Linked DNA regions of Mus musculus: all the other regions are linked to region 3. The links are chromatin contacts, called in public HiCAR-type and promoter capture Hi-C maps. All regions are on one chromosome and are shown on one strand. Each heading gives the region's core, a stretch centred on a gene start, on an enhancer-like site or on the middle of the called end of the contact. The rest is flanking DNA. Distances are from core to core; before and after follow the strand shown. Region 1 holds the start of Col19a1 (collagen, type XIX, alpha 1). Region 2 holds the start of Lmbrd1 (LMBR1 domain containing 1). Region 3 holds the start of Adgrb3 (adhesion G protein-coupled receptor B3). Region 4 overlaps Lmbrd1 (LMBR1 domain containing 1).

Region 1 (2,700 bases), core at 87-2,586, 1.2 Mb after region 3:
TTTTAAAGAGTATTAATCTGATGCAAATAGCTAAATTGAATAGTCTGGACAATAAATCCTGGGCATAAAATGCATATATAAAAATATAACTGACAAACGAGGAAACAAATTCAATTAGGATACTTGAGCAAATGGAAAGGTTCACCAGATGCCTAGGGAAGGCTTAGGAATCCTGTCTTTAAATGGGCAACTGAGCCGCTGGACTCACGTGATGCCTTTTCCTTTGGCCTCTTTCCACAGTCAACCAAAAATTCGTGAAGGAAAGCACATGAGGAGGGAGACACATTGTATGGCTTGAAATTCTGACAGAAACGTGGTTCATGGCAGTTTGTGAATTCTCACACTTCAGTGTTCTGTTTTCTTTGGGAATAGGCAGGTTACAAACCCACTGGTTGATGCTGTAATGGTCTTCCTCCAAAGAGGTGAAAATGAGCTATTTAAAAATTTGTTCTGAGCATTTTAAAATCTTTGCCACTGTGGTCTTGTCGTCTTTGGACTGGGAATCTCACTAAGTGAGACTTATGTCTTTGAGGTAACACTCTAAGGTAATGATTTCCATTCTTATGGATTAATAATACATATTTTCTCTCCAACTGCGGCAACACACAACTAAAAGAAGTTAAGCATTGTTTAACCTGTGGGTTAATCTTACAAATTCTAGTGTTTTTAAAAAAATCACACACTATATGTATATAAATATATGTGTATGTTTACTATGAATGAATATAAATCTGAATATAGACACATAATACTATATATATGTATGTATATACTTACTGTAGGTGTATATGTACTGCTATACCCACCCCCTCCACATATTGAAAGAGATCTCGAAGACTTACAAGACAGATATTTATAACACCAGACTATTGAAGCATAATATATTTAACAGTCACAACATACCTTTATGGATGTAGACACAAACCTACATAGAGAACGATGATTAGAATGCAAGCTGACTTGATTAACTTTAGATAAACTCAAGAAATAGAAGTGCAAAATAAAACATACACGATACCCTTTTTTATTTTTAGCTCGACTGTTAAAAAGCCAATTATCTACCTGTGAATGTATACCACGCACTGCACCGCACCGTACTTTGAGGACACTTCATAGTCAGAAGTGAGAAAGCGTCTGCCCCCAACTGTCATTGCCGCTATGAAATTGCTATTAAAACAGAAACCTGAAAGACTTAGTACCCAGCTCTGTGTGATCAAGGAAAACCTGGGCATGAGTTGGCTGAGGACTGTCTTGCTGAGTCCTCCGTGCTCACCGAGTGGGAGGGTCACACTGAAGGGACGAATAAGGGCAGAGATGCGTCCCGCTTCCACTCGCTGGGAGCTGGAGCGGGCCACTCCGCGGCGGTGCGGCAGCCCTGTCCGGACTCCACCGCGCCTCCCAGGGGCTCTGACACCAACCCAAGGTAAGCTGCGCAGCTCTGCCACATTTTGCTTGATGTTGCCTTCACAAGCCCGGTCTCTGCCATATGCTGTATTTCTGGTCATTTGCCTGCATCTGCTTTTAAAGAAAATGTCACAACCGTACTGCACAAGTGCACATATTTCGAGGGGAAAATCTGCCCACCTGCATTCCCACGCGGAGACGAGGGGACCGAGTGCATTTGGCCAGATCAGGCCACTTTGACACGCTGCCTATAATGTGGCTCGTGTTTGTGCGTCCAGGTCACGCGGGCTCGCGCGTTCCACTTTAGTTCTCGGTGGATTTTCTGGTTGGGTTTGGGAAGCAGAAGTGTATGCGATGCTGATGCGGATGGAAGGCACGCGAGCTATGGAAGAAGGGGTAAACGAACAGAGCAAGCTACGAATGCTGTGGGGCTGTGGTCTCTAGGGTTGGATGCTGTAACCGGGAGAGGTGAAAGCCAGGACGCAAAGCTCGGACGCTCGTGTACCCGGTGGAGTTACCCACTTCGACCCGCGCGGGGGTCCCAAGCCCGGCTTAGGCTGTCGCGGAGGAGGATCCGGGTCTGGTCCCGGAGTACCTGGCCCTGTGTCTCCTTCAACACGCAGAGTGCGCAGCGCGTCCAGCCGGAGCGCAGCCGCTGTCCCCGCTGTCCTCGCAGCCGCGGCCGCCGCGGGGACGTCAGGGTCCCGGCGCAAAGGGCCGGCGCCTCGCCTCCGCCCGCGGCCCTCGGCTCTGCGGGAATCCGGCCGGCGCCGCAGCCACCGCCGCCTGGAGGAGGGAGGCGGCGCGCATGGTCCTGGAGAAGTTTGTTGGCCCGGAACCAAGCGCGCCACTGCACAAGCCAGCTCCTTTGAAGCAGGCGGGAGATGAAGCTTAACCTTACCCCAGCTAGGTCGTGGAGGGCTCTGGAACTAGTTGAGTGGGTGGGCAGGTTACCCACGTGGGCCCCGTGCCATGGGGGACAGAGGGGAACGCATGGTGGGTCTCGGAGGACAATGGACTCGGCAATGGAGAGAATGGGACCCAGATGCTGAAAATATATACTTTTAATAGAACCATCCAGGAATTGCGACAGTGGGTGATGTGAGATCTAGAGTGAGTGAGCTGGGAGATGGAAGGGTAACAGAAATAAATTGTGCAGCCTCCACCCACCCCATCACCAATTCAGACTACTTACTTCCAACCTCTCCTTGGAGAGGAGGTCTGAGGAGCAAAAGGGATGAGAGAGTACTAGAGGCGCTTTAGAAGAATATACATCTGCCCACCCCCACTCCCACT
Region 2 (2,700 bases), core at 164-2,663, 1.2 Mb after region 3:
TTATTATTTTGTTTGTATCCTCCTAGATAAAACTACTGTATCCACAGTAAAACTACTGTGCTTTAAATGCTTTTTCATTAATCAAGATACTCCAACTCTACGTTCCTGCTGGTAACATGCTTATTTTTCACTAAACATATGGGCTGGGAAAGCCAGTGAATTCTCTCCTAGTACAGGGCTAGATAGCCTCCCTCCAGGACACAAGCTAAGCATGGCCCAGGGCAATGGGATTTGTTAAAGTGAAGGGAGCATGCCAGTACTAAGACTGAATTTAGGGTTCCTGAACATGCAAGGCAAGTGTCGTGTGCGTGTGTGTGTCTGTGTGTGTGTCTGTATCTCTGTGTGTGTGTGTGTGTGCGCGCGTGCGCGCGCTACCTGATGAAAAACTGAAAAACTTGACTACCTGAACAAACTACCCAAGGGTCAGTATAGGGAATCTGAAACACATCGGACGAGTTTCAAAATGCAAACACTAACTGACCATAGGACTGAAGTCTTTGTAGAGTGGGGAAGGATTTGACAATATGAAATGTCATAAGAGAAGCAAACTAAACGAAGTCAGAAAGTAACAACCAGGTCACTCTGAGTCACTACAGTTGGGTTTTGTGCACCCAATGATCAGAGAAGTCTGGAAAAGAAGGCACCTGAGGTCAGACAGGTAATAACCTCCCGCCTGGCCAAGCGGCTCTACAGCGTTCTAAGTGGAATGTAATACCTAGAACGTGACACTCACGTCATCAAGGCAGAATCGCACAATGGGCGCGGGGAAACAAGGGGGGGCGGGGGGGGAAGGAGGCATTTAAACAAATAAACAATTGATTCTGTCAGAGCCCAGAAGCCTGGCCCAGAGGCGGTGAGGACTCCAATTCAAGCCGTGATCACGCCTTTCTCCACCCCGAGGGTCGCTCGTCCCCAAACTCACCCGCCAGCTACATTCTCAGACAAGAGACAGAAGCTGGCTGAAGTTAGGAAGGAGACCGCGGAGGATCAGCGCCTCTTCGCCTTCCTCCGGAGACCCTCGCGGACCCAGCAGAGAGCAGGGCGGGCGAGGAGGGTCCCCGACAGGCGAGGCCAGCGCTGGCCCGCCCTCCTCCTCCTCCCACCCCCTCACCCTGGGAGAACTCGGAGCGCCTCCCCTACCAGGAGCAAGAGGCCGAAGATGCACCAGCCGATCACCAGCTCGGCCGCCGCCGCCGCCATCTTCGCTTCCGGTCCGGATAAGCCCAAAGGGGTGGGGAGGGAAGGCACGGGACGGGACGGGACGGAACGAAGAGGGACCCGGAACTGCGCAGCCTAAAGGTTAAAGGGGCGGAGGGGCAGAGCGGAGGGTTGCCAAGGAGACCCGGCCCGCGAGCGTCCCCTGGCGACCAGCCGAGCCGAGGCGGGGCGCACCCGACGCACCGTGACGTCACCACGCTGCCCGCCCACGCGCGGCCTGCGTGCCACTTGATCTTGCTGGCACTCTAGGAGCTTTACGGAGGCAGGGCTGTGTCTGTGCCTCTGAATGTAGAGTGACATTACGGGTTTTCATTGCTTCCAAAAACAAGGTTTTGATCCCATTATGCAATCAGAAGTCATCCTGGTGCAGGAATGACTCAGAATAAAAGAATGTCATCTGCCCAGATGACTTTATAATTTGCTGATGACCAGGTCACGTCATTGCTTGACGGCACTGTGCTACCACGTGATGTTTCGTTTTGTTTTGTTTTTTCCATCTGCGCGTACCTGTGAATTTCCATGATGGTTTCATACAATTAAAATGTCCGAGTCTATGAACTGTAGGTGCTAATAATATGCTCAAGTGAACAAAACAGAGATTGTTGTAAATCTTATGTGAAGCTGAGGGAAAACCTGGGATGCTTGCCTGGGTCCCGTGGTGTATTAGTGTGTATTTAAATTGAATAAACAAACCCCGGCGTGATATTTAGTTTTGATTGTGGACGTTTGTCTGTGGGCTTGATACAATGCAGAACCATCTCGGAAGACTCAGTGACAAATTGTCTCGAATACATTGTCCTGTGGGCTTGTGAGGGATTTTTTCCTTTAATTGGGCTGAGGTGAGAAGCCCCACCCTGAATGTGGGTGGTAACATTTCCACATCCCTGGACCAGAACTGAAGACTTACTTAGCATGCGTGCATAACTCATTGCTGTGTGCGCTTGACCTTGGATGTGAGTAGCCACCTCTAGTTCCTGCTGTCTATAACATCACCACAACAATGCGCTGAAACCTTGCACTGTGAACCCAATAAACACTTCCATCCTTAGGACACTAAGACACTTAGGATGCAGTCAAAACAGTTTATGGATGAACTCCATCGTCGCTATAGTTTATTCTGCTGTGATATTATTACTCACCTTGGTCTTATTTCTGACTGGAAGTCTGCAGTAGTTAAGGGTTGGGTAGAAGTGTCGAAATGAGAAGAAAGTGGAAACAGAATGTGTTTTATATGAACCGGTCCCATCAGAAACTCTCTGGTGGAAGTGTGTGTCCGTCTCTGAGATCTCATGTGTGTCCCCAAGTGCATCACCAACAAGTCATGCTTGTGCTTTACTTCTTGAGCCAATGCCTTTTAACCCTTCTGTAGTAGGCTTGCTGGTTAGAGGAGATATCAAAAACCACCTGAGACCAGTCATCCCTGTTGTCTTCAATGGCCCAAATCCTCTTTGAAAACGATCACATAATCAGTAATTTTGTGAG
Region 3 (2,840 bases), core at 184-2,683:
TAAATAAAACGGTGGAGTCGTGTAGAAATTTATCTTCCTTATCCCCCTTCTCAACGGACAACAAAGGTAGCTTTTCTTCATTTCTTCCCATCACTTACCCGAACTTCCTACGAGGGGAAACTTGACAAGGAATAAATGCATTAAGAAGCCAGAACGAATCAAAAGTTTAGAACCCGCACTATTGTCCCAACGCCATGCTGAGAGCAGCTCAGGACGCCTGACCTCGGTAGCCTGCTCAGTGGTCCTGGCAAAGCCTCTTTCGTGACAGAACAAATAAGCTGTTAATTGCAGTCTGGCTGTGATTTTAAAAACAAAAAACAAAACAAAACAAAACAAAAAAACTGAACAACTATAGTTCCAGCCTCCAGCCTGAGGCAAAGAGCAGTGGGAGCTGAGTTGTGGCCCCTCAGCTGCAGACTGGATCAAGGCTAAATCCCGGTGCTGAAATGACAGCTCTCCCGCTGCGGCAGGTCCGCTCTGAATGGCAGCAGACAGATGATCGAGTCCAGCGTTTACTTCCTACCCCTCCATGTCGCCTTCCCGTCTCCGCGCCCCCCTGCCTCTCCTCCTGGGGACTTTCTCCTACACTTGGTGGCGACCAGCCTCAGCGGTGGGAACTGAGGATGCGAAAACCTCCCAGGCGCAGAAAAGATCGGTTTTCCAGACGTGTTTGGGTTTGAGTAGCAGGGCGCGGGCTCGGCTAGAGCCCCGAGGAGCCCGCGCCCGCCCGCCCGCCCGCCCGCCTCGCTCCCGCGCCCGTCCTCCCTCCCGCCCGCTCGCCCGCTCGCCCGCTCGCCCGCCCGCCAGCTCGCCCGCCGCGGGGGAGGCCGGACTCTGGTCCGGGCGCAGCGCTCCGCCGGGGACGCGCGCACCCACGAGCACGCGCGCGGGAGGGTTGCCCAGCGGCGGGTGCGCGCCGAGGAACGCGCGGGCCCCCTTCGCGCGCAGCCCGGGGAGAGCGAGCGCCGCGCGCCGGCGCGCACGCCCGCCACACAGCTTTACTATCTCGTGCCCTCGCGCGCCTCCCTCCTCGCCCGGCATTCAAACAGCTTCCCGACGTCGCCAGCCCAGGATTTTACCCCCAGCTCCTCAGCCGCGCTCCGTCCATCAGTACCTGGCAGGGAGGAGGGCCGGGGAGGAGGGCGCACCAAGCAAGCAAACGGCTCCTGCTCCAGCCTCGCCACCGGCCGGGAGCACTCCTGCCACCAGCCCACCGCCCAACACGCCGCCCCAGCCAGCGCCGCCGGCCACTTCTCAGCGCTTTTTTGGCTTCTTGGCCAATCCGTTTGTTGCGGGGGGGTGGGTTTGGGAAAACACATCTGCGCTCTTTATCCACTTCCATTTTTCTGTTTGGTGTTTCTGTGGAGTCTCCCTTCAGGGGGCCTCTCCCCGCCTCTCCTTTGAAGGCTTCATTCACTTGGATAAGGCGCAAGGCTCTGGCCGCTGGATACCACCGCCCCCCCCCCTATTATTTTTTTTTCCTTTTTTTCCCTCTGCCTTTCGTTTGCATGCATTATTTTTTTTCCAATCATAAATCTTAATATTTGAAGCTGAACCGGGGGGAAAAATGGGCAACGGTGATTGGGACCGAAGGGGAGTCTCTCCATCACTGTTGTTGGGACGTGTGCCTGTTCTGGTGTCTTAGATCAAGAGCCTCCCGGAGCTTTCGGAGTGGAAGGTAAGGAAAGGGGCCTAAGGGTCACCTCTGTCTTCTGGGGGGTCGCCCGGAGAGACTTGGGCTCAGTTTGGGGGGATGGAAGTCAAGGCTGTTGCTGGCGGATGGCAAGATTCTGAGCTTACTAAAACGCCGCAGTTGAAAAGTTAAGAGAAGTCTGTTTTTGAAGAGGTGTGCTGGATGGGAAGGAATAGGGAGAGAGACCCAGAAAATCTAGCAACTCGTGCGTGATTGAGGTAATTTTAGCGGGGGCGGAGGGGGGTAGGTTAAAAGGAAGTTAGGATAGAGTAGGATTGGGTCTTCTGTTGGGGGAAAAAATCAGTGGAGTGATGGCGCCGTCTATGTTCGGCTAAACTAAAGTGTCACCCAGAAGATCAGTTTGAGAATAGCTAAACTCAGTGCTGGTTTGCCTCTCAGAAAGAGCCAAATAAATAAATAAATAAATACAACATTCTGGAGCCCTCAGTGACCATCCCTTAGGCAACCTCTGGCCCTTATTTTTCCTTAGACAGATATACGGTTGTTTGAACAGGGCCTGCAGTGGGGGTGGGGGCAGTTCAATGATTCATATTTCTTATTATATAGAAACAAACAAGACTTCGTACCCCAAGAATGGTTAAAAATAAAGAGCGTTACATGAAGGGTGGAAGAGAGATGTGAAATCAGCTCTTCCCTTCTCTTCTAATCACTGATAAGCACACTATTGCAGACATCCACTGCCAAATAAATGGAAGCAGAAATACCGATTTTTTTTTTAATAAGGAAAAGAAATACGACCTCCTTTTGAGTTCCTGATTATAAAATGAAGCCCCCTTTCATGGTTGGAATTCCTAATTTAGACACTTACTGTCACATCGGCTTTCAACGCCTACACTCTATCCTGAAGAACACTGCGCAGACCTGCATTGCCTGCAAAGTGCTACAGCGTGCACACACACACACACACACACACACACACACACGAGACTGTTCCCATTTTTTTTAAACACACGTAACCTCTAAAATATCATTACCTTTATTTATTTATTTATTTACTTATTTTCAACTGGAAAAGGCATTACTCAGTGAGCTGTGTGTTTGGAAGAGAAAACGCTATTCTGATAGTCCTATCAGCTCTGGGTTTATTTTAAACTGCTGTTGTGTAGAGATTTACAGTTGGGGCTGT
Region 4 (2,912 bases), core at 183-2,682, 1.1 Mb after region 3:
ATCTTCATTATTTTTCTCTACATAGAGTTGAAACAAAGCAGGTTAAGCAAAATTTAGATGTGACCATTTCGGCAACAAGATACACTGTTAAGAAGTAAGCTCCCCTTTAAAATAGGCAAGAAGAATGCTTATATAGGAAGAGAGCTATAGGTTGCAAGGTAGGAAAAGTTATTTAAAATTTTGATTGGGAGTCTCCCAGGAGATTATTTCTCTCTCTCTCTCTCTCTCTCTCTCTCTCTCTCTCTCTCTCTCTGTGTGTGTGTGTGTGTGTGTGTGTGTGTATGTGTGTGTATGTATGATTTGTTTCCAGAGAGACGTATGGAGGAGCTAATTGGATGTGGGCGTTATCATCCTCTAGACTGCTCCCAGACTGAATAAGGAGGAGACAGCAAGCTGGACACTGCATTTATTTGTTTTCTGGCTCCAGACACAATGGAGCTAGCCACCATACTGCACCATTTTGAAGGAATGTATCTCTTCTTAAACCTAAGCCCAAATAAACCCGTCTCCCCTTCTACTACCTTTGTCACAGTAACAAAAACCACAACTAATATAAAATTATTTAAAGCCAAGAGCAGTATCTTCCCTGGCTAAGTATTACGTGCAAGTATAAAACTGCCTGGGAAATGTCACTCGGAAGTCTCACGGTGAACGGCAGAGTAAACAGAGACGCAGAAGTTCTCTTCATTTCCACACTAGAAGACATGTTGGGAGTTAAGACTTGACTGAATTAGGCTCTCAGGGCCAGGAGAGGGATTAGAGGACAGCAGCTGAGCGGACAGAAGCAAGCACAAATGAAATCCCATCATTCTGTCCCAGAGGCCTAGTAATCCACTCAGTGACATTTGAAACTGTCTTAGACCGGATTACCTGGACCACCACCAAAACTGTATCTTAAATATTTTTCCCAACCACATTGTTTACGTGTTTTCCATGTTTTAAAAGTGTGCCTTTGATGCAAGCTTCCTAAAATTCAGGTGAAAATATTGTTAGTGTTTGGCTTTGTTGTAAAAAACAAAGCTACCCTAAAAACCCATGCACTAGCATACAATAGAATTTGTTATCTTTATGTGCTTGCTACATTGAGTTTATTTACATAGAGTGGCATACACTCAGAGAATAATGCTTGCAAACGAGCTCTGTGCTGCTATTTCACGCCAAGAGATGATTCCGCACTGAACAAAGGGAGAGATCCTTGTTCACCATCTGCCAGTGTCCAGCTGCTCACCTCCATCACCGGCACGTAGCACATGAAGCATAGCTCTAGCTCTTGATGTTATCCAAGAAGATGACAGCAAAACAACTGAACTTTCTTTAACCTTCAAAGCCAAGTTACGATGGAGAGATGGCTCAGTGGCAAAGTGCATGCTGTGCAGGTTTGAGGACCTGAGTCTGGAGCAGGGCACAGGAGCAGGCATCGGGAACTTCAGTACTCTCTGGGTGAGATGGGAGGTGCTGATGAGGATCCTGTAATCCTCATAGCCTGGCTAGCCTGCGGCTGAGGATGAGTGACGCTGCCTCAGATCTCACCCAAGTGGAAAGTGAAGGCCAACCAGAAGTTGTCTTGACATATACACACACATACATACCAGCATGCACCCACACACGCAAATACATGGGCAGGTGAGTGCACACATACATGCACACACACACAGTGAGAGAGACAGACAGACACTGAATTGGTGGATGACCAGTGTGGGGTTGTGTCTTAAAATTAGAAGCAGTCAGGAGTCTGACCATTGTCATGGAAAAAGGCATACAAAGTTCCAACCACTAAAGACTAAATGCTTAGCATGAAAACTTAAAACTTGTTTTTCTCTTGGAGTATACAAGTTAAGTGCTGAGCAAGCGCACCATGAGCCCATGAGTAAAATGGAAAGCCTTTTTAAAGTCTCCAGTTTGCTTCCTTCCGCCACTGCTTCTCACAGGCTATCAGAAACAGATGTAACAAAACCACTATGTCAGAGCAAGATTTATCTTACCTGGTCATTCTAATTTTACACATTTCTTCCTTTTTGTACCACTAAAGGCATTTTTTAATGCACGTTGACTTTCGCTAAAATAGCGCTGATTAATAGCTGTAATAACAACACTTTTTATTTTAAGTTTACTTTTACTAAGCAGCGTCAATGTACTGCACAGCTAAGAGCATTTCCAGGGTTTCTGGGTAAAAGGTGTAATCACAATTGAGTCATCGTGTTAAACTGTTACCAAGAACTAACATAGATATTTAGACTCTGCATTTGTAATTATTTATCAAGACATTTTTTTTATCAAAAATGTAATTATGTATTAAATGGTTAAAACAAAGAAAATACCCCGTGAAGAACAGCCTGAGCATGGGAGAAAGGATCGCGAAGGCAGGAGATGTGTGCATGCAGGAAACTCTGGGATCTTTACCACACACATGAACTACATACATCTGAAACGATCTGAGACACATGTAAAGCCAGACACGTGAGGAGAAGAAAAGAGGAAACTGCAACAGACAGCAAAGCTGAACTAATGAAGTTAAAGCTGAATAAACGCCACACAGCTGAATCAGCATTTCATGAAATCTCATGGAAGGTCTAGATAAAGGGAAATGAGACATGATGTACATTAAAGATGATAGAAGCCTAAAGAAAACAATTTTATTATATTTTAAGAATATATGGGGCTGGTAAGATGGCTCAGTAGGTAAGAGCACCCGATTGCTCTTCCAAAGTTCCTGAGTTCAAATCCCAGCAACCACATGGTGGCTCACAACCATCAGTAACGAGATCTAACTCCCTCTTCTGGAATGTCTGAAGACAGCTACAGTGTACTTACATATAATAAATAAATAAATAAATAAATAAATAAATAAATAAATGAATCTTAATATATGTACATTATATATATGTATAATATATATATATATACATATATAT

Evidence for each region. Promoter capture Hi-C pulls out the DNA fragments that hold promoters and counts their contacts. HiCAR-type assays count read pairs that join an accessible place to other places.
Region 1: a HiCAR-type map of astrocytes shows a contact between it and region 3, with 3 times the contacts expected there. The contact joins the promoter of Col19a1 here to the promoter of Adgrb3 in region 3. A contact is called at or near these places in 1 of 39 promoter capture datasets (hippocampal neurons), 1 of 115 datasets of contacts at active chromatin or transcription factors (astrocytes) and 1 of 9 other capture datasets (embryonic stem cells).
Region 2: a contact with region 3 is called in a HiCAR-type map of astrocytes, with 7 times the contacts expected there. The contact joins the promoter of Lmbrd1 here to the promoter of Adgrb3 in region 3. A contact is called at or near these places in 6 of 39 promoter capture datasets (cranial neural crest, embryonic stem cells, frontonasal cranial neural crest and 2 more) and 7 of 115 datasets of contacts at active chromatin or transcription factors (astrocytes, embryonic forebrain, embryonic midbrain and 3 more).
Region 4: a promoter capture Hi-C map of hippocampal neurons shows a contact between it and region 3, with 5 times the contacts expected there. The contact joins the enhancer-like site here to the promoter of Adgrb3 in region 3. A contact is called at or near these places in 1 of 39 promoter capture datasets (hippocampal neurons), 1 of 484 Hi-C or Micro-C datasets (cerebellum) and 3 of 115 datasets of contacts at active chromatin or transcription factors (SST interneurons, astrocytes and embryonic hindbrain).

What each region holds. Positions count from the first base shown.
Region 1 is chr1:24,586,073-24,588,772 of GRCm38.p6, reverse strand. It overlaps Col19a1 (collagen, type XIX, alpha 1), which reads left to right and starts at 1,336. Exons shown (of 51, transcript NM_007733.2): 1 at 1,336-1,423.
Region 2 is chr1:24,677,257-24,679,956 of GRCm38.p6, reverse strand. Lmbrd1 (LMBR1 domain containing 1) reads right to left here and starts at 1,413. Exons shown (of 16, transcript NM_026719.2): 1 at 1,141-1,413. The coding sequence starts at 1,200.
Region 3 is chr1:25,828,300-25,831,139 of GRCm38.p6, reverse strand. It overlaps Adgrb3 (adhesion G protein-coupled receptor B3), which reads left to right and starts at 1,433. Exons shown (of 31, transcript NM_175642.4): 1 at 1,433-1,678. Gm9884 (predicted gene 9884) reads right to left here and starts at 710. Exons shown (of 2, transcript NR_169046.1): 1 at 99-710.
Region 4 is chr1:24,757,106-24,760,017 of GRCm38.p6, reverse strand. The region is part of intron 14 of Lmbrd1 (LMBR1 domain containing 1); the gene reads right to left. Among named protein-coding and RNA genes, the nearest start is that of Lmbrd1, 80 kb to the right of the region's middle. Within about 2 kb of position 1,432, at least 12 of the 459 cell types and tissues checked have an H3K27ac peak or open chromatin away from gene starts, as enhancers often do. A contact at or near this core is called in cerebellum and hippocampal neurons, where this site is marked.